Regions from separate parts of the Mus musculus genome. Here all the other regions are linked to region 1. A link is a contact called in public Hi-C and HiChIP or PLAC-seq data. All regions are on one chromosome and are shown on one strand. The core of a region is the stretch at or near the end of the contact, and the rest is flanking DNA. Distances in the headings are between cores, read along the strand shown. Region 1 has its middle 110 kb from the start of Gm12519. Region 2 has its middle 140 kb from the start of Gm34482. Region 3 has its middle 110 kb from the start of Gm34482. Region 4 has its middle 6.4 kb from the start of Gm34628.

Region 1 (4,663 bases), core at 1,410-3,909:
CAGGGCAGAAACCTGTAGGCAGGAATAAATCAGAGGCCATAGATGGTGCTTCTATTGGCTTGATATTCACACTGCTTTCTGATAGCAGTCCAAACCACATCTGCAGCCTAGGGGTGGCACCACCCATAGTGGGCTGGGTCCTCCTATGTCAGTTATCAAGCAAGGAAATATACCACAGGCTTGCCCACAGGTCAGTCCTGTGGGGCTTATTTTTTCAGTTGAGATTCCTTCTTCCCAAATGATTCTACCCTGAGTCAAACTGAACTAGCCCACATATTGTTTATTTTTTTAAATCTAAGTTTTGTGATTAATGAGTCATTATTTTTCATTTCCCACTTATTTTATATTTAAAAGTTACATTCTAATTTTAAGGTAATTGAGACATTAACTACATTTTGAATCTTTTAATAATAATTATGTTTGATGTCATATAAAGCATATGGAATTTGAATTTATCAATAAACAAGATGAAGATCAAGTCAATTTTTATCTGTCTGATGATTAATTTTAGACACATTTGCCAAGATCACTTGATCACTGTTGAACCTTTTCTACTTTGGGCTTCCTTAAATACTTGTTTTTTAATTGTGTGTGTGTGTGTGTGTGTGTGTGTGTGTGTGTATGTGTGTGTGTGTAAAATATGGGTCTGTGCACATGCATACAGTGCCCATGGAGGTCTGGATCCTCTGGAGATGGGGTTTTAGGTGTTTGTGAGCCCCCTGATGTGGGTTCTGGAAACTAAACTCAGATCCTCTATAGAACTCCATGCACTCTTATCCACGGAGATGTCTATCCAGACCCCACACTGAATTTCCTATTTTTCAGTATTATTGTGAAGTTCTATGGTGTTTATGGCTAACTTTAGAAGTTCTGTTTCGTTCTACTGGTATAAGTACCCAGTTTTCTAACAATACCATCGGCGATCACAATGTGAAATAGCATTTTTTCTGATAAATTCTTCCACATACCCATTGTTTTAAACATTGGCTTGCCTATTTGCTCACTCCTTCAGCATTCTCAGGATAAACAATTTTCCTAATGTAAGAAAAAAATCCTATTTTGTTACCTTTACACTTATACATTATTTTAGGAAGATTGCTTCCTTATCTGGTCATCTCATCTAGGAATTTAAAACTTCTCTGGATTTTATATACTTCTCTTTGAATCTTCTACAGTTTCATTTAAGTAGCTACACACTGTGGGTTCTGGGAACTGAACCCCAGTTCTCAGAAAGAGCAGTATAAGCTTTTAACTTTTGGGCCATTTCTTCAAGCCAGATTCCTAATAGTGCTGACAACTGTTACTCTTATCTAAGTAGTCATCAAATAGTAATAGTTTCCTATTGTTCCCATAGTTCTCTTTTAAAATCCTTTATTTATTTACTTAATGTATGTGAGTATACTGTAGCTGTCTTTAGACACACTAGAAGAAGGCATCGGATCCCATTGCAGATGGTTGTGAGCCACCATGTGGTTGCTGGGAATTGAACTCAGGACCTCTGGAAGAGCATTCAGTAGTGCTCTTAACCTCTGAGCCATCTCTCCAGCCCGTTCCCATAGTTCTTAATTTATTCTATTTTATGGTCCAAATTTTCAGAGAAACAAGAAACAGTGATGTCACCTGTCCTTTTCCTTTGGTTGAAACCCTTGTGATACTTCATCATGAAGTAAGGCAAGATGATGTTTTGTTCTCTTTTAGAGGGACAAACACATGCTTTTATTACCCTCTTTAAATCTCATTAAAATTATTAGAAAAAATAACCCAGAACTAAAACTGAGATGATGATGATGATGATGATGATGATGATGATGATGTGTGTGTGTGTGTGTGTGTGTGTGTGTGTGTGTGATCTGAGTGAGATTTTAGTACAATAAACATGTTCTGGCTCCTGAGTGAGGAGCAGGCTGACTGGGTTATATGTTCTGGTAGGAATATCCTGTGGTACTTGTTTCTCTTCAGCTTGTGGGTGGCAATTCCCCAATTTAGAGATTTGTTAAAATATGGGGAAATACTCCACAAAGCCTAGTAGAAACAGACCATGAATGTGGAGAAATCTGCATACACCACACCAGGTTTCTTCTACAGGGTGAATGTTAATAGGCAACATCCTTCATGAAGACCTCTACAGCCTTTAATTTTTGCTTCTCTTTTATCACAAACGATCTCATTGTCAAATAGTGAAAAAACAGTTGCAAATATGAACAGAATGTGTAGTTAATAGCGAATGTGTAGCCCCCTCCCCCCAAAAAATCTCCATAGCTTTAGCATTGGTTCATTTGGATGTATAAAGTTTGGATATAGCAAATGTTTTACTGACTTCCTTAAACCAGCTCCATGATGTTTTTGTTTGTGAATTAATTAGAATAAAGAGACTTTTTAAAATAAAAAATTAAAATAACGCAAATGAGATTATTAGCTTCTAGCTGGAAAGGATTCTGACTCTTAATTACAGCCATAAAAATCCCCAATGCTTGGTTTCTTCTGTGAGGGCCTTGTCAGGGCAGCGGTGGGGAAGCTTTGCTGTTGAGGGCAGGAAGGAGAAGGGCAGGGAAGCCACAGGAAGCCTGAGCCACATCTCCTGGCCCCTCCCCTGAGCAACGCTGCGTGTTGTTGCAGTACTGTACTGTTCGACTGCGCAATCATAGTTAACATTCTTCTTCCAGGCACATTGAAAACGTTTGGCTTGCATTCTCCTCGAGCTGTTTTATAAGGGCAATAACCAAGGCCAGGGTGTGCTCTTGTCAGCAGGCAAAGCACGCAGTGCAGGCTGCCAAGAGTTTCCTGCTCCGGGGCCACCCATCCTTGGCTACAGGATGCAGGGCTGGAGCTTAAAGTAGCTTGCGTGGAGCCTGTGCTGGGACTTTCTGTTCTCACAGATCATGCTTGAGATTCCATCCTTCAGCTCTGCAGCCCTGATCAGTGGAGTCTGCTGTGTTTGTGCTTGTTTGGGAGTAGTTCTGAACACATGTCAAAGCAGCCGTCTAAGGCTTAGCTGGGAAAATGGTCTTTGAAGGCTAGCAAGCTGCATTTTCCTCCTGCTAATTCAAGCTCAGAGTTCCCACGAGTCAGCTGCTGGGGAAGTGGGCATTCCCTTCATCTACTCCCTGTGAACTAATTTCTGGAATGGGCTGACAGTGCACATGCCAAGTGGAAGGTTCTAATACTGTTGCCCCACCCCATTTGAAGTCCACCTTGGCAATGGGCAGATGGCTTTTGCGTGTTATTTATTGCCAGGGTCTGTGAAGGGGAGAGTCCCCAGGAGATCGCTGAAGCTGTTTTTGCAGGATTTCCTTTGATTGGAAGCTGTTGGCTGTGCTTTCTGCAGCTGGCTCTGTCACAAAGCAGAGGGCTCAACGCATCCCCCATGAGACAACTGCCATGCCAGCACCAAGGAGGTGCTGGCTGTGAAGTGCCTTGGACGAGAAGATGAGGTGCTGTTGCTGTTGCCTTCATCAGTAAGGAGGCAGCTTAGCCTTGGGAGGAGCGGAAAGAGCGTTGGCGCACATCTGAGAGGTTTACATTGGAATGTCAGTTCTTCTGTTAACTGAAAGCATGACCTTGACCTAAAGTGTTTTCATTTATAAAATAGCAATTGGTAACTAAAAGATTCATCCTGAAACTCATGGCAGAGAACCAATAGGATAAAACATGCATACTTTCTCTCCTTTCTTCTGAGTTCCAAAGCCACCCTGAGCATTCTAAAGCAGGATGGATGACGTCTATAAACTCTCTGTATCTTCTCCACTTATTCAACACTCATCTGGTTGTCATCCAACAGACTGAAAAATTAGAAAAATAAATAAATATACTCTTGTGCATTTAAAAATGTAGATAGTGTATTAGCTGCTAAGGATAAAGAAATGTACGTTGAAGACACGGTCCAATCTCTTGTCTGTCTTAAAAATAAAGGAAAAATAAAGATGTTAAATGGCTAATAAATGTTAAAGATGTTATAGCAGTGGGTACAAGAAGAAAGGGACATATGCAGATAAAGTATTTACTGTACTCTGTGGACTAACAAAAGGCCTTTCAAAAGAGGGGATGGCTACCAGAAGATTGTGTTAAGCTATGGAGGGCAACATCAGACAGTTCCAAACTTTAGAGACAGGAGTCTTGCTGGCACTTGAATTTTAAGTGTCGGAAGATCCATATGCTAAAGGTTTGGTCATCAGATAGAGGTGTTATTGCGGTGATCTTTAGGAGTTGGGACCTTAGAAAGGAAGTGAGGCCATTGGGAGTTTCCTGAGGGCATTATTGGGGCCCTCCTCTCTCTTTCTTTGCTCTCAACCAGCTGCCATGAAGTTACCAACTTAGTTTGACCACATGGTCTTAGGCTTGAGGGTCTGCCTCTCTCCTAGCTCCAAAGCAACTGATCCACCTATCCCCAGAGTGAAACCTCTGAGATGGTAAACTCAAATGAATCTTTCTTTCTTTTCTATACATTGATTATTCCAAGTATTTTGTCACAGTGCAGGAAAGATGACTGATACAATCTTTAAAACACGGAATAAAAGGAAGCTACTCTTTTTAAAAGAATCTATTATCTGTAAAAGGAAGGGTTTAAAAAGTTGTAACATCGGGGCTGGAGAGATGGATCAGTGGTTAAGAACACTGGCTACTCTTAAGAAGGTCCTGAGTTCAATTCCCTGCAACCACATGGTGG
Region 2 (4,563 bases), core at 1,269-3,768, 300 kb after region 1:
AATTTCTCATGGCTTCTGAAAAGAATGTTACAAACTATGTGGCTTAAATGATAGATATTTTGTAATACTTTCTTTTATTCTTTCATAAGCTAAGATGCTAAAAATCAAGGTGGCAGCAGGACCATGCATCCTCTGTGATGCTGGACCGATGCTTTCTTTCCCTTCCTAGCTGCCAGGCAGGATTGGCTATCTAGACATCACTTAAGACTGTGGCTGTGTCATGGTAGTCTTTGCCTCTGCCATCAAATGTTGTTCCCTCTCCGTATCTTCATCCCGTCTTCTTGCAAGGCCACCCATCGTTGGGTTAAGGATCCATTTACTTCAGTATGGTTTCATCTTAATTAATATATATCCATAATTACTATTACCAAATGAGGCTGCATTCTGAGGTACTATGAGGACTTCAAAATATTACTTCAAAACTGTGTTTGAGGGAACACAGTTCAGTACTATCTAATGCATATTCAAATCTCAAATGTCCATTCTTCTTATGTGTACAAGTCTCTCGATCCCCGGAATTTTATAGGCAAAAGTGCACTAAAGAGTAAATGTCATGGTAACTACTTAAACGTCATCATTTTATGCCCAGCTGCAGGTATTTTTTCCTATAATTGCCTTGGTGACAATATAGAACAACTTATTTAAGAAAATAGGGGGACTGAGGAGATGGACTGGTCAGTAAAGCTCTTGCCATACAAGCATGATGAACCAAATTGTGCTCCCAGGATCCACATAAAAAGCTGAGTATGGGTGGCCCACATCTGCAATGCCTGTCATGAGAAGGTAGAGACAAAGGATCTCTGAGGCTTTCTGGCCAGCCAGCCTAGCTGAATTTGTGTGCTCAAGATGCAGCGAATGACCCTGTCTCAAAAATTAAGATAGTGTTCAAGAAAAAGTCCTGACATTGACTTCTGTCATCCAATTATGTATACACACATGCACACACATATATGCATACCTGTGCACACACATTAGAAATGATCTCAAACAGGGTTTTTTTTTTTTTGAAGGTATCTCTGAGTTGAGAGTGAAGAGCTACTGAGTTCTAAAGTGTTCTACTAGCCTCTTGTCAATCTTTGTCACAATTTAAATAAAATGAGTATGGTGTTCAATAAAGTTTCAATGGCTACTGTGACTGATTTCTATCATCCTCAACTTTGTGCACTTCAGAAGAGAAACAGAAACATGACAGAACTCCAATGTAGTCTATCATCTATAGAAGAAAAACAAAGGAAGTATCTGAAAGTGTCCAGCAGAAACACAGAATCTTTTAATAATGACAAGAGAACATTAGAGTAAACTCTAGGCTGTTATGAACAATTTTAAAACTCTAGAGTTTCCAGAGGAAACTCTTGAGATCCAATGTAAACAAAGTCCTTGTGTTATCTGTGTTGTTTCCATATATAAGAAGAGGAAATGTCATCACTGTGTCATGACTTCAAGCTTCGTCTTCCATTATCCTCTCTAGCCTAATATTTACTCAACTCTGGTCATGGCTTCCTATCCCTGAAACATACCTCAGGACTAAGCACACCCCTGCCTTTTCCCATTCTCACCTTTTGGGGTGCTTCACTGCCTTCCTCATCTAGAGAAGAGAGATCTTCAGAGACCCAGAATTCCTGAGACATCCCCTCCCCATAACATAGCTCACAGAATGCTCCATTATATTTGTTTGGAATGATTTTCTGTATTATCATTATTCACCTTCTGAATCCATCCAACCATCTGGTCAACCATTGCCTATCTACTGACAACAGACATATGTGGCAGTACAGTGTGCAACAGCAATGAACAAACAGAAGGGTAAATGGATTATGCTGTAAATTCTTAGACAGGAGAAGGGTATCTGGATTTGTGACTAAATGCTGGAAGATCTAATTGGGAGGTCCATATGGAATTGAAACGGGAAATTTTGCATGTATCATGTTTCTAGTCCATGGCAAACAGCCCACTCTGGAAGCCCCATGCCATGATTATAACCTAGCTGCTTATTCTCAGATCAGCACTTCCTTTCTCCATAGACTTATGCAACCTAGATGTGCAGATGCACACTTTGGCATGGGTGGCCCCATACCCTCTATAGGGATCTGAGTATACAAGGCAACCATGGGACTAGCCTCATCTGCGGTAGTGGCCAAACCAGGTGGCCTAAAGAGGAACAAAAAACTTCTGGAAGCATCCTCCCCAACCTCGCATGGATACTTCCTGATGGATGTAGGAATGCTTACATGTCTGCTTTTTGGCAAATAGCAAGTGTCACACTTGCCAAAGGGAGGTCTCTTCCCTGATCATTTTTGTCCTTTGGAGAGTAATCCCAATTCCAAAAACCCGCAGGAAAAGTAGTCCAACCTTTGGCTTTACCCAGCCTCTCTGCATTTCTGTTAGGAGAACTTTTATTTCCTCCTTGCTCCTCTATTTTGATAGCATTTACTTCCTCTATTTGCTGCCTCAATAGTCCAAGTCCCCCACACCCCCACATATCACTTCCACAGAGAAACAGCAGAGGCAAATGCACTACTTCTTTCTGCAGAGTTCTGCCCTGCTCTCTACCACCACTGGTAGCACCACTCACTCACACAGATGACCAGTTTCCTTGTCTCTCTGTCACCTTGGACTGTGAGGTCCAAAGGACCTTTGTCCCCTAAATAGAACCAGGTGTATTCCTTAGGTGTACACACACACACACACACACACACACACACATACACACACACACATTCATCACTTGAAATTTGGCTAGATCTGTGTGTTGAGCACATCTTGTTGTCTCATTTGAAGCTCTCTGGGAGATCAGAGATGAGAAAACCATACATTCTGCTGCTGTTAAAAGTCTGTATTCCAATGGAAGACTATTAAATGATAATCATTAAAAGGATAGGGGTGTGGGGGGGAAATGGAGGAGAATGGGGAAACTATTTCAGAGAAGCAGAAATAACAAGTAGTCAATCCTGGATCATCTTGTTGGGATCAGTTTAAACAACCCAAAATATACATAGACCTTGAGACTCAAGGTCATGCATGAGCTTCCAGTAGACCTAGGAAGAAAGAGCAGTTCTCACAACCCTTTCACGTAGCTTCTTGTTATTTGGTTCTCTGATAGCCAGCACAGTAGACATAACAGAGAAGTCATCTCCTAGCTGGATACTGAGCCCAACAAGTCTTTCCATAGACTTTCACCCTTTCTCTTTTGGAAAAGCCATCCTTAAGGAAATTCTGACCATTACTCTGGCTTCAGATCATTGTTCACTGTTCCCTCTGGTAGCTTCCAGAATCATCCTTCCCTCCAGATTCACTTCTGTCTATGATAAGCTCTCCTCTTCCTTCATGGGGCTGAGTGTACGCCAGGCACAGGCTGTTCAGCTTTGCTTGCTTCTGAGGGGCTCCCTGCCTAGATCCAGGGCTCCTGTCTCCCCACATCTCCCTGCATTGGCTTAGTATTACCCATGCTGATTCATGACTAGTTTTATCCAGTATGCATAGAATTCCAACTAGGACCAAAGGACCATCAGAAGCTACAGAGGGGCTGTCTGTGTGTATGTTGCAGGGAGGTACCTTGCCTCTTTTATCAGCCTGTGCGTTTCTTCCACAGAGCCACCCCAAGAGTGCTTCCCTACTCAAGGGGGCAGAAAGAAACCTGAAGTTCCTGGTGGGGGGGTGGCCACAAGTGCAGGAGGAACACTTTCTTCACTGGTATTTCAAGACTATTTCGCAATCACAGAAACCACCAGCCACATGCAATCACTGGCTGGAAAGAAGCAAGTGCGAGATTGGATTGAAGGAGCATGTGTGTGAGGGTACATGCATGTATATATGCACACACTCATATGTGTGTGCATATGCTATGTATGTCTTTGTGTGTACACTAGCATATTTATATGTGTGTGCATGTGTGCATATACCACAGGTGTGTGTGTGTGTGTGTGTGTGTGTGTGTGTGTGTGTGTGTGTGTGAATAGATATGAAGAGACTCCAAAGACAGTCAGCCAACAGAATTCTTTCTGATGCCAGTGTGTGCTCCAGCCAAAAAGATGTATTTGGGGTCAAAAAGAGAAAATTTCATTGAAGTCCAAAGCTTTAGTTAGATCATCAAATATGAAAAACAACAGTGTATATGCTGATATATTTGTAATTAATTTCCATTTCAGAATTACAATTCTCAACATGAATGAATGTCGTACAGGGCACATGGAAAAGTTTGAATTTTAGATATACAACCTATTTTAATGACTTTTTAAAAAATATTACTAATATGTGCTTTGTGTGTGTGGTTTCATGTATAGCATAGCACCTGCATGGAGGTTAGAGGATGACTTTGTAGTACGATTCCCACTTTTAGGTGGGATAGAATTTAGCTCACAAGGATTTCATATGCAATTTCATCTGAGTATGTGACTTAAGGTATTTTATTTATATTTATTTACCTTCTTTTTTGCAATGCTAGAGCCAAATGCCATCGCCTGCTGAAGCATCTCACAAGTCCACACAGCACATGAAAAGAACATCATGTTCCTAGTATAGTGTTGGATATACATATATGTAAAAAAAAGATGAAAAAGAAATTTA
Region 3 (4,331 bases), core at 1,352-3,851, 280 kb after region 1:
TTTTAGAACACATCTTCTTAGTCCTTGGATCTTCCATAGCAAAGCACCAGAGAGGGATGGCTTAAGCAAAGAATTGGTTTTCTTGAAGTTAGAAAGTATTAGTTCCCTTGGAGGTAGTTTTCCATGATTTGCAGATGGTCACAAGTACAGTCTGAGTGTTTGTGTTATATAACTCATATATTGAAGACCTTGCCCCTAAAGAGATGGTATGAGGGCAGCAGACTCTGAGAAGTAATCTGGTTGCGAGTGTGAAGCCTTCACAAGTGGATGAGTGCCTTTATAGAGAACACATCCAGCTCCTTACCCTGTCTAGCTCATGAAGACAGGCTGAAAGGTGCTATGAACCAAAACTCTGTCCTTCACCAGACACTGAATCTGCTGGTGTCTATCTTAGAATTCCAGGCCCTAGAACTAGGTGAAGGAAGTTTCCCTTGTTCCTAAGCTATAGTAATTTGTCCAAGGAGCCAAAACAGATTTAAGAAAGCCACCTTCTCCCCATACCTTCATGTGGTTTTTCTTCTGGACTTGTCTGTGTCTGGATTTCTCTCCTAAGGATGACTTAAGTAACTCCTTATCTCCAAACCCATATGCTAAGGATCAGGCATTTAGGACTTCAATATGTGAATTTGGGAGAGATGTCAGTTTACTATACCACTTTACTGGTAAATGGTTGGCTTAATGTAAATCCATCCCCAGGGAGAGTAAAATGAGACAATGTCCCAAGTTTGTCTCAATGTCCTAAATAAGGTCTCAGCTTTCAGATGACAGAGTCAGTAGAGGACAGAGGATAGGTTCTTGAAACAGTATACGTAGTCTTATTGATATCAAATAGGCTAAGAAGGTGCCAGTGAGACAACTTAGCAGGCAGAAGTGCCTCCATACCTCACAAACAAGGAGGAAAACTTGAGCTCAGTCCCCAGTGGCTGACCAGTGAACAAGAACTAAAGCAAATGGATGCAGTAGTATGCAACTGTAATCCTGCAAGAGAGGGTAGCAGTGATGTGAGAAATGCCTGGGTGCTTCAGGGGCTAACTCACCTGGAGGGAATGTAGCATGGTGGGAACAAGACAGATGTTGCCTCCAGAGCGAGGTGGGGGGAGGGGAGAACAAACATCTGAAAATTGTTTCCTGACCCCCACACTTACGGTTACACATGCTAATGTATGCGAGTGTGCGCACATACATACACAAACATACACATACACACATACCCTATGTATACACACATGCAATTACAGTAAATAACAGTTTAAAAAAATAAATGAATAGTCTAATCATGCTTTCACATCACCTGGTGGCTACTGAATAGGGACACTGGTAACTGAATCAGAAGGACGTCAGTGCAAAAGGTCCTGTATAACAGATATACAGAATGTAACTTTGATCTGAAGAGAAGAAAAGAGGTCTTCCTGAGTATGCTGGAATAGCCTCCTAAAACATGGCTATGCAAAATTAGAAGAGACAGAGGACACCCCCAGAAGTCTTGAAATCTGCCCAACATTGTACTATTTGATTGTCAGAGAGGGCTGGGGACAGCAGCCAAGCAGAAAGAAGCCAGTGGAGGTTGAAGCTATAGCTGGCTCCTCATGGGAGTGAACGGTGCTCTCTATGGGGTGGAAGCTGCTGCCTCCTTCCTCTGACTATGGTTAGTACTGATTCTAGAAACTGGTGTGCTAAGGCATGTTACATACAGAGGAATCTTGGAAAGACAGCACACCAAATGTGGTGCAATGCTCATGCTTTGGATCCCCAACCCCTACCAGTCAATATTGCTATCTCTACACAGCATGACACCATGACCATGAAACATCCCTATTGACACCTATTATTCTGGCACAACTGTTAATGGTTAATGGTATTGCTGTCAAATCGGTCCTCATCCTAATTAAGGCATCTTACAGGTGCTGCTTTGTGGCCCACACATTGTTCCCTGGATTTTCCTTCATCAACAACAAATCCTTTCTACAGCACATGCACTAAGGACCAGGTTGTCTGTGTGACCTGTTCTGTTCCCTAGTAGCTAGCCAAGGACTGGCTCAGACTGTGTATGCTGGAAATATTTACTGAATGGGACAAAAACAATTCAACCAGGCAATGCAGCGCCCCTATTGTGGACATCACCTTCTCTTCTTCGCCCTTTTTAAGGTCAGTGAATCCTAGGAGGAGCTGACTGTCCTCAGTGTTCCCATGCTGAGCATGGGTCTTAGACAAAGGCAGGAATATAAGCAGCAAGACTTTCTCTCTGTTGTCATCGAGGTCTACAGATTAGGGCAAGGTCTCCTCTTCCTACTGGGGGAGAAACCCCAGCTGTGTTTCTCATACCATGGAAGAAGTCTGAAGCTTCCTTTACACTGCTTTCTTCCAGTGTGCCTGGAAGCCAATGCCAAGTCCCTGGTTGACTAAAGCACTCTGCTAAGTCTGACGGTTGAGGATCTCACCATTGTTTTCTGCATATGCTCTACACATGTATTCCATCTCCTGGCACTTTATTAGTGACTTTTCTCATTGCTACGACAAAACACTGGACAAGAGCAAAATAAGGAAGAAAGAGGCTGATGCTGACTCATACATTGAGAGCACAGTCCATCATGGCAAGGGAGTCATGGGAGCAGGAGTGTGAGGTGGCTGGTCACATGGTTTCTGCAGTTAATAAGAAGCAGAGATGGATGAATGTTGGTGCTCAGCTAGCTTTCTCCTTTCCCTTTTTAATTCAGTCTGAGACCTCAGCCCATGGAGTGGTGCCATTCACACTGAGGGTGGGCCTTTCCTGCTCTCGTTTCTCTTTAGCTCCCTTAAAGACCAGAAATGTGACTCCTAGGCAATTCTACATCTAGTCAACTTCACAATAAAAAATAGCCATCACCAGCCTACCCCTTGCCAACTTGACACCTGAATGCATCCTATTTGGATCAGCTTCTTCTCAGTCAGTGTGCCTCAGCCTTACTGCCTCTGACTTTTAAACACAGGCAACTGCATCATCTGTCAGAGTCAGTAGGCCAAGGGAGGGTGGGCACAGAATACATACTTCTTACAAGTTCCCAGGTGACATTGATATAGGCTGTCTGGGAACACCATTTGGGAATCCCTGTTCTTGATCCTCCTTGGAAAAGAGCTAGCTCCCCCCCCCCCCCACCGCCCAGAAGCTCAAAGTAACCAACTTCTTTTGGGCTGGATATTGTAATCAACTGGTTCTCTGGGAATTCAGCAGCATTTTTTGGCACCACTCACATGATTCTCAGGCAAAATCAAGGCTTCTCCAAAGCTTATTTTCCCCAAACCCGACTTCCACCATCCCTTCTGCCAATCCCAGCTGTCCTGGTCTGAGCTGTGAGCACCGTTTGCTTCCTCACATTCTCAGGATGTATTTTTTCCACCACCACAGTGAATTCATCTTTATGAGGTGGGAGGTAAGAGCTGGCAAGATCCTAATTTGTGTCACCTCCCAACAGTACCCTTTAAACACTTGCTCAATATTTATTTAGGGAGGTGGTGTGGATAAAAAATGATTTTCTCTTAATATAAATTTTATTCAGGCAGGTTCTTATAATTCAATCCCATGGCCAACAACTGTCCAATGCTCATAAAATATTGATAAAAGGGGAAAACAGGTATTTCCTATTTTCTGTGGTTCTTGAACTTAGTATTCAGTTGCTTTTTTCACAAAAAGCCAATAAACTACTTAAGGGGACTACTAAGAATTTTTAATTTAGATAAGAAAATGAATCATCAAAGTAAAGAATGTTACATCCACACACTCTGGTTCCAGCAGCTCAGCTGACTAATCTTGCCTGAGCATGTCCCTCTAAACTACTTAGAAGAACCAGGCAATTACTTGCAAGGCTTTTAGAAAACAAAACAAAACAAAACAAAACAAAACAAAACAAAACAAAACAAAACAAAACTACCCTACTTCCATTGGAAGGCATTTTGTACTTGAGTGAGAGATCCAGTCTACATTTTTGCAAATTGTATAAAGTGTTATAGGAGGATTTCTATGTAAGACTGCTCCATATTTCCAACTCCCAGAAGTTTCACCCATGGAATGGTGCCCTGGAAGGTGGCCCAGGTGCCATTCTTTCCAGTGCCCTTTGCCTTCCATGTTATTCTTCCCATCACAAGCATTTCTGGAGGTGGACCCTATAAACATCTTTTCTCATCAGAAGAGTTTGCACCTAAAGAAATCAAGAAAGAAAGATTCCATGGTAGAAAAATATCACCAATCAATGCCAGGTCCATTGGAAAATCCAAGGCAGATGAGATGGTAGAGGAAAAAGAGAGGAACATGCCCATTGTTTAGGAGAATGGCAGCCATGTGAGAAAGTAAAGATGAA
Region 4 (4,599 bases), core at 1,991-4,490, 370 kb before region 1:
TATAGGAGCTTTCTTGACATAACTTGTCTTCTTTAGCCCAGTGTAGACTCCATTTTATAAAGATACAATGTGAGAAAAGGATTTTATTCCCATCTCCATCTCATCCCACCAGAGTTGCTTCTTTAGCCCTTTATGTTGTCCTAGCCTCTATCTTGAGGTCACTGCACATAAGAGACATCCACTGTTTTCTGGTAAATCTCTACCCCTGAACCTGTGCTCTGAACGGGATGAACTAGTCTACCATCATTTCATAAACGTTAGGTTGTTCTTGGATGACACCATGGTTTAGTCTAAGATCGCTTAAACATGTTCGATCTGTTCTTAAGCAGAGCTTGAAGCACAGCCAGAATTTTCTCTATTTTTCCTATAGTCTCTACTCTCAGTCTCTCATGCAACAACAACAACAACATTCTAGAAGCCTCTTTCTCCCCCTCCATGCTCCTCAGGGGGAAAAAAAAACAATCACACATTATCTCAGAGAAGAGGTAATCATATTTAGAAAAGAATGCTTCCTTTGCGGACACTTCTATACTAAAGCAAATATCTCTTATACCCAGAGAGTTTTTTATTTTGTTGTTTAAATGCTTACATTCTGATTAATAATGACTTCTAGTTTCCTCATGTATAGTGGCAGGGCATATTGCTTTACATCTGGGTCATTTAAAAGTCCACTACACTGGTATTTGAAGAGCAAAAGCCAAGGGCTAGTGTGGCTCAAAGGCTAAGTTAGCCCTTTAGTTCCTAGAAGAAAAAAACCCAAAAACATGGACATTCACATGGTTTTGTCTCTTTGATTTCAAATTCTAAAACAAACAAAAACAAACAAAAAAAAACCCCAAACATCATTGTACCTAGGTTGGCAAGACATTTCCATTATACCAGAGCTGCTGTGTACATTTTCTATAAAGCACCAGGGAGTAAATAATTTAGGCTTTGCAGGCCATTTGATCTCTGTCTAGGCAATCTGCTATTGTCATATACAGACAGTGAGGAAATAAATACGCACAACTATGTTTGAATAAAACTCCATTCGTTAACACTAAAAATGTCAATGTCACAGATTAGTAGTCTTACTTTTCTCAGCTACTTAAAGTCATAAAACTTGGATGAGGCGATGGCTCAGTTGGTAAAGTGCTTACCTTGTGAACATTAGCCCTGTGTTGGATTCCCAGAACCTATAAAAAAATGATGGGCACAGGTAGTGCTTGCTTGTAATCCCAATGCTTATGAGGTGGAGCTAGGTGGATCCCTGGGACGCACTAGGCAGCTAGCCTTGTCTACTTGGTGAGTTCTAGGCTAGCAAGAGACCCAACTATATAAAGGTAGGTATACTGCATGAGGAGAAACACTCAAGACAGTTTTGTGTTTGGAGAGAGAGAAAGAAAGAGAGCATGAAGTTAGGTGAGCAAGGAGGCAGGTAGGATCTAGTGGGAGTTGTGGGTGATAAAATATGATAAAAATATATCGTATGGAAATTTATAAACAAAAACAAGTAAAAACAAGCAAACAAGCTCCAATACTACGTCTGTTGAGGAGCCAGTCCCCATCTTCAGCCCTGCCTCCTCCTTTCCCATGCCTATTCTAGAAGCAGCACCTTCTTTGTTCACTCCTGCATACCCAGTTTGGGTCATGGTGGTCTCACCCAGGATTGTGGATTCTTTAGGTGAGAATTATTGACTTAACACTTTACACGATCTCTGTCTGTCTGGGGATTGTGCTAGTTGACTGAGCGACATGACTTAAATGATGACTGAATGATGCTTTGTGCAGGAAGGCTCTTTGGGGCATTTGAATGCTTCCCTGATTGAAGAGAGGGTTGCCTTGCACTCACAAAAGCCCATTCTTCGTGTCTGAGTCCTGCAGGAGAAAGGAGTCCTGCTTGCGCTGACTACACTCCCCTCCGGCAGACAGTCACCAGCCTGTGTTTTCATCAGTAACTCATATGCATGTCTACCTCCCTGGCTAGCTTGACACATGACTCATGGGAGATTGGGCCAAGGTGTTGTCAGAATAAGTGTCTGTTTGTGTGCCTGTGGACTCAGGTGTAGGGAAGAAGCCAGGGAAACAGGAGGATCCCTAATGCCATCTTTGGATGCTGGTTGGGCAGGTGAACTTGGGGGAAGACCCCGGATCAGATCAGAGGTCATCTAGTCCATCCAATTTTCTCTTCAGATGGGAAGGCCAACACCCAGGAAGATGTCTCGGCTCTAATCCATTTGGAATACTGCTGTCAGGGCTGATATCCAACTAACCCTTTTGTTCCCAGTCTAAGGCCTTTTAAGACTATCTATTTAACTAGTTAATCAACAAACATCACTGAGGCCACCATCTATTAGGACTTCTGGGGCATGCAGACTCAGTGTGATTCTCCAGGCTGCAGCTGGAGAGGTAGAACACCACAGTTAGGATGCCTGTGTGGGCTTTGAGTTGAACCCCATCTCTGCCTTTTTCTCAATGAGGGAACTTGACAAATGGAAGTGCATGCTTACCTCATAAAGCTATCGTGGTATTTCAATGAAGGATTTATACAAACCTCTCAGTGTGTTACCTAAGGAAGAACGTGGTCAATACTAGGAAGATGTTAAGATTACCCTGTAGATACCGGCTGTTCGGGCAAACAGGGGTCTCGGTGTCTTGATCTGGAAACACAGGACATCAGGCAAAATGTGTGGAGAAACTGACTTCAAAATAAAGAGTAAATGATTCATTCCCTTACTTCAGATAGCGTTGACTCTGATATGCCTACCTCAGAGTTAATGGGCATTTTCTGTCTTCTTGTAGAAGTGAGAATAGAGAGAAGCGAATGATGAGTTGAAAAGAACTTCATCTGGGTGGCGAAGGTGGCATTTCCAGTTCCTGGTCACTTATGACACCGTACAAGTTGTGCCACATTCACTTCTGACTTTTCTAGTGAGTTTCCCTGACCTAACTGGCTGCCAATTCAGCCATGTCACGATGGAGCCATCTGAGGGGCTCCCCCAGAGCTGGGCACAGGTTCCACACTGCCTTCCTAACTGGCTGGCAGAAGCGGGTCACTGCTTCCCAGGCACTTTGTCAATGGGAGTACCATGGGGTGCAACTCACCCTGGTTTCATGCAGTGTTGCAATCGAAACTATTGAATCTCAAAATGGAATATAATTAAGGCCGGGTTAATAAAGCGTGTTCTACTCCTAGCCAGCAAAGGGTGTCATGTTTCTCCTTGCAGCTTTGGCAAGGAAACTTAACCTCCAGCTTTGTCCGGGCAGACTGAGTCATAGGTGTGTCACGGAGTGGAAAGCCTTCTTGTTTTACTTGGTGTAGTCACTGCACAGACCCCTCCATCTCTGCCGATTTGTTCACAGCACACAGAGCCCAGCCTGTAACAGTGTCCGCAAGAGAAAGCTCATGTTGCCGCGGCTTTAGAGATTTACCTGCCTCTGGTTGGTTAGAATCAGGGCCCCCAAAGCTGATCCAGGAGTTTAGAGCATAGACAATAGGAAAAATTAGAGTGCGTTGTTGTAGGCTCAAAGTTTTGCCTAGCCATCCACCGTGTCTGTGCTCTTCCCCCTTTTCTTCTAGGACATTCTATCACTCATTCTTTAGGTTGTGACAGGATGGGTTTCCCTGACATCCCCACATCGAGATTGTTGACCTTCATTAGGACTCCGATAGCCCCAAATCGTCAATATCGAATAAATAAAACAGACACATATTATTATGGTCTAGACTGAGTTGGGCATATTTAGTCTTTAATCTGACCATGCAGGCTTCCTTTAGATTATAAGAAAGAAAATTGAGGTTCAAAGAGGGTAACCAAAATCCCCAGAGCCATGTAATGAATTCATCCACCGAGTAAAGTTTATTCAGCACTTGATATGTGCAAGGCAAGTATATGCCTGAGCACTCAAAAAAATCTGTCCTCATAAGCTTCATATTCTAATGTGCATACAAACAAAAGATGGAGAAAGTATCTAGGATGCTAGAAGGAGATAAGAGAAATGCATGGGCAAGCACAAGTGGTAGGCTGAGCTGGGACTCCAAAGGTCTCAGTTGGACCAAGTGTTGAAGCCTATAAAATCTGAAGATTTGGGAAAAACACAGTGACTGTTTTGACTTCCTTTCAGATCTCACATGAAGACTAAAAAGACAGTGTGTGAGTCAGGACTGCCGTGCCTTTGAAGTCAGGATCCTGTTCTTGTCAGTGCCTTGTTCAGAATTCCACCCAGGCTCTGACTGCGTTCACAGAAGGGCCTGGGCTGGAGAAATGGAGTTTGTCTTACTGACAAGAATTTTCAAGTAGATTTTTTTTTTTTTGTTTTTTTGAGACAGGGTTTCTCTGTGTAGCTCTGGCTGTCCTGGAACTCAGTTTGTAGACCAGGCTGGCCTCGAACTCAGAAATCCACCTGCCTCTGCCTCCCAAGTGCTGGGATTAAAGGCGTGCGCCACCACCACCCGGCTTTTTTCAAGTAGATTGTTTTTCTGAGCTTCCCCTTTCTTTCTGAGTCTGTATGATAATTCCCTGCCAGTTGAAACAACCATGAAAGTACAGTTCTCCTTTCACCAAACTGGGGTCTTAATCAGTCAAAGGCAAGGATTTCTGACATTTCTTTTCTAATGCA

Evidence for each region. Hi-C and Micro-C count contacts between places; a contact is called where the count stands out from the background. HiChIP or PLAC-seq counts read pairs in DNA pulled down with a chosen protein or histone mark.
Region 2: an H3K4me3 HiChIP or PLAC-seq map of bone marrow-derived macrophages shows a contact between it and region 1, with 4 times the contacts expected there. The contact joins two enhancer-like sites. A contact is called at or near these places in 2 of 484 Hi-C or Micro-C datasets (both in embryonic fibroblasts) and 1 of 115 datasets of contacts at active chromatin or transcription factors (bone marrow-derived macrophages).
Region 3: a contact with region 1 is called in an H3K4me3 HiChIP or PLAC-seq map of bone marrow-derived macrophages, with 4 times the contacts expected there. The contact joins two enhancer-like sites. A contact is called at or near these places in 3 of 484 Hi-C or Micro-C datasets (embryonic fibroblasts and uterus) and 1 of 115 datasets of contacts at active chromatin or transcription factors (bone marrow-derived macrophages).
Region 4: a contact with region 1 is called in a Hi-C map of tail fibroblasts, with 3 times the contacts expected there. The contact joins two enhancer-like sites. A contact is called at or near these places in 1 of 484 Hi-C or Micro-C datasets (tail fibroblasts) and 3 of 115 datasets of contacts at active chromatin or transcription factors (astrocytes, cardiomyocytes and fibro-adipogenic progenitors).

What each region holds. Positions count from the first base shown.
Region 1 is chr4:56,112,052-56,116,714 of GRCm38.p6, reverse strand. No RefSeq gene overlaps it. Among named protein-coding and RNA genes, the nearest start is that of Gm12519, 110 kb to the right of the region's middle. Within about 2 kb of position 2,659, at least 178 of the 459 cell types and tissues checked have an H3K27ac peak or open chromatin away from gene starts, as enhancers often do. A contact at or near this core is called in bone marrow-derived macrophages and tail fibroblasts, where this site is marked.
Region 2 is chr4:55,815,151-55,819,713 of GRCm38.p6, reverse strand. No RefSeq gene overlaps it. Among named protein-coding and RNA genes, the nearest start is that of Gm34482, 140 kb to the left of the region's middle. Within about 2 kb of position 2,518, at least 28 of the 459 cell types and tissues checked have an H3K27ac peak or open chromatin away from gene starts, as enhancers often do. A contact at or near this core is called in bone marrow-derived macrophages, where this site is marked.
Region 3 is chr4:55,836,876-55,841,206 of GRCm38.p6, reverse strand. No RefSeq gene overlaps it. Among named protein-coding and RNA genes, the nearest start is that of Gm34482, 110 kb to the left of the region's middle. Within about 2 kb of position 2,601, at least 13 of the 459 cell types and tissues checked have an H3K27ac peak or open chromatin away from gene starts, as enhancers often do. A contact at or near this core is called in bone marrow-derived macrophages, where this site is marked.
Region 4 is chr4:56,482,457-56,487,055 of GRCm38.p6, reverse strand. No RefSeq gene overlaps it. Among named protein-coding and RNA genes, the nearest start is that of Gm34628, 6.4 kb to the right of the region's middle. Within about 2 kb of position 3,240, at least 33 of the 459 cell types and tissues checked have an H3K27ac peak or open chromatin away from gene starts, as enhancers often do. A contact at or near this core is called in tail fibroblasts, where this site is marked.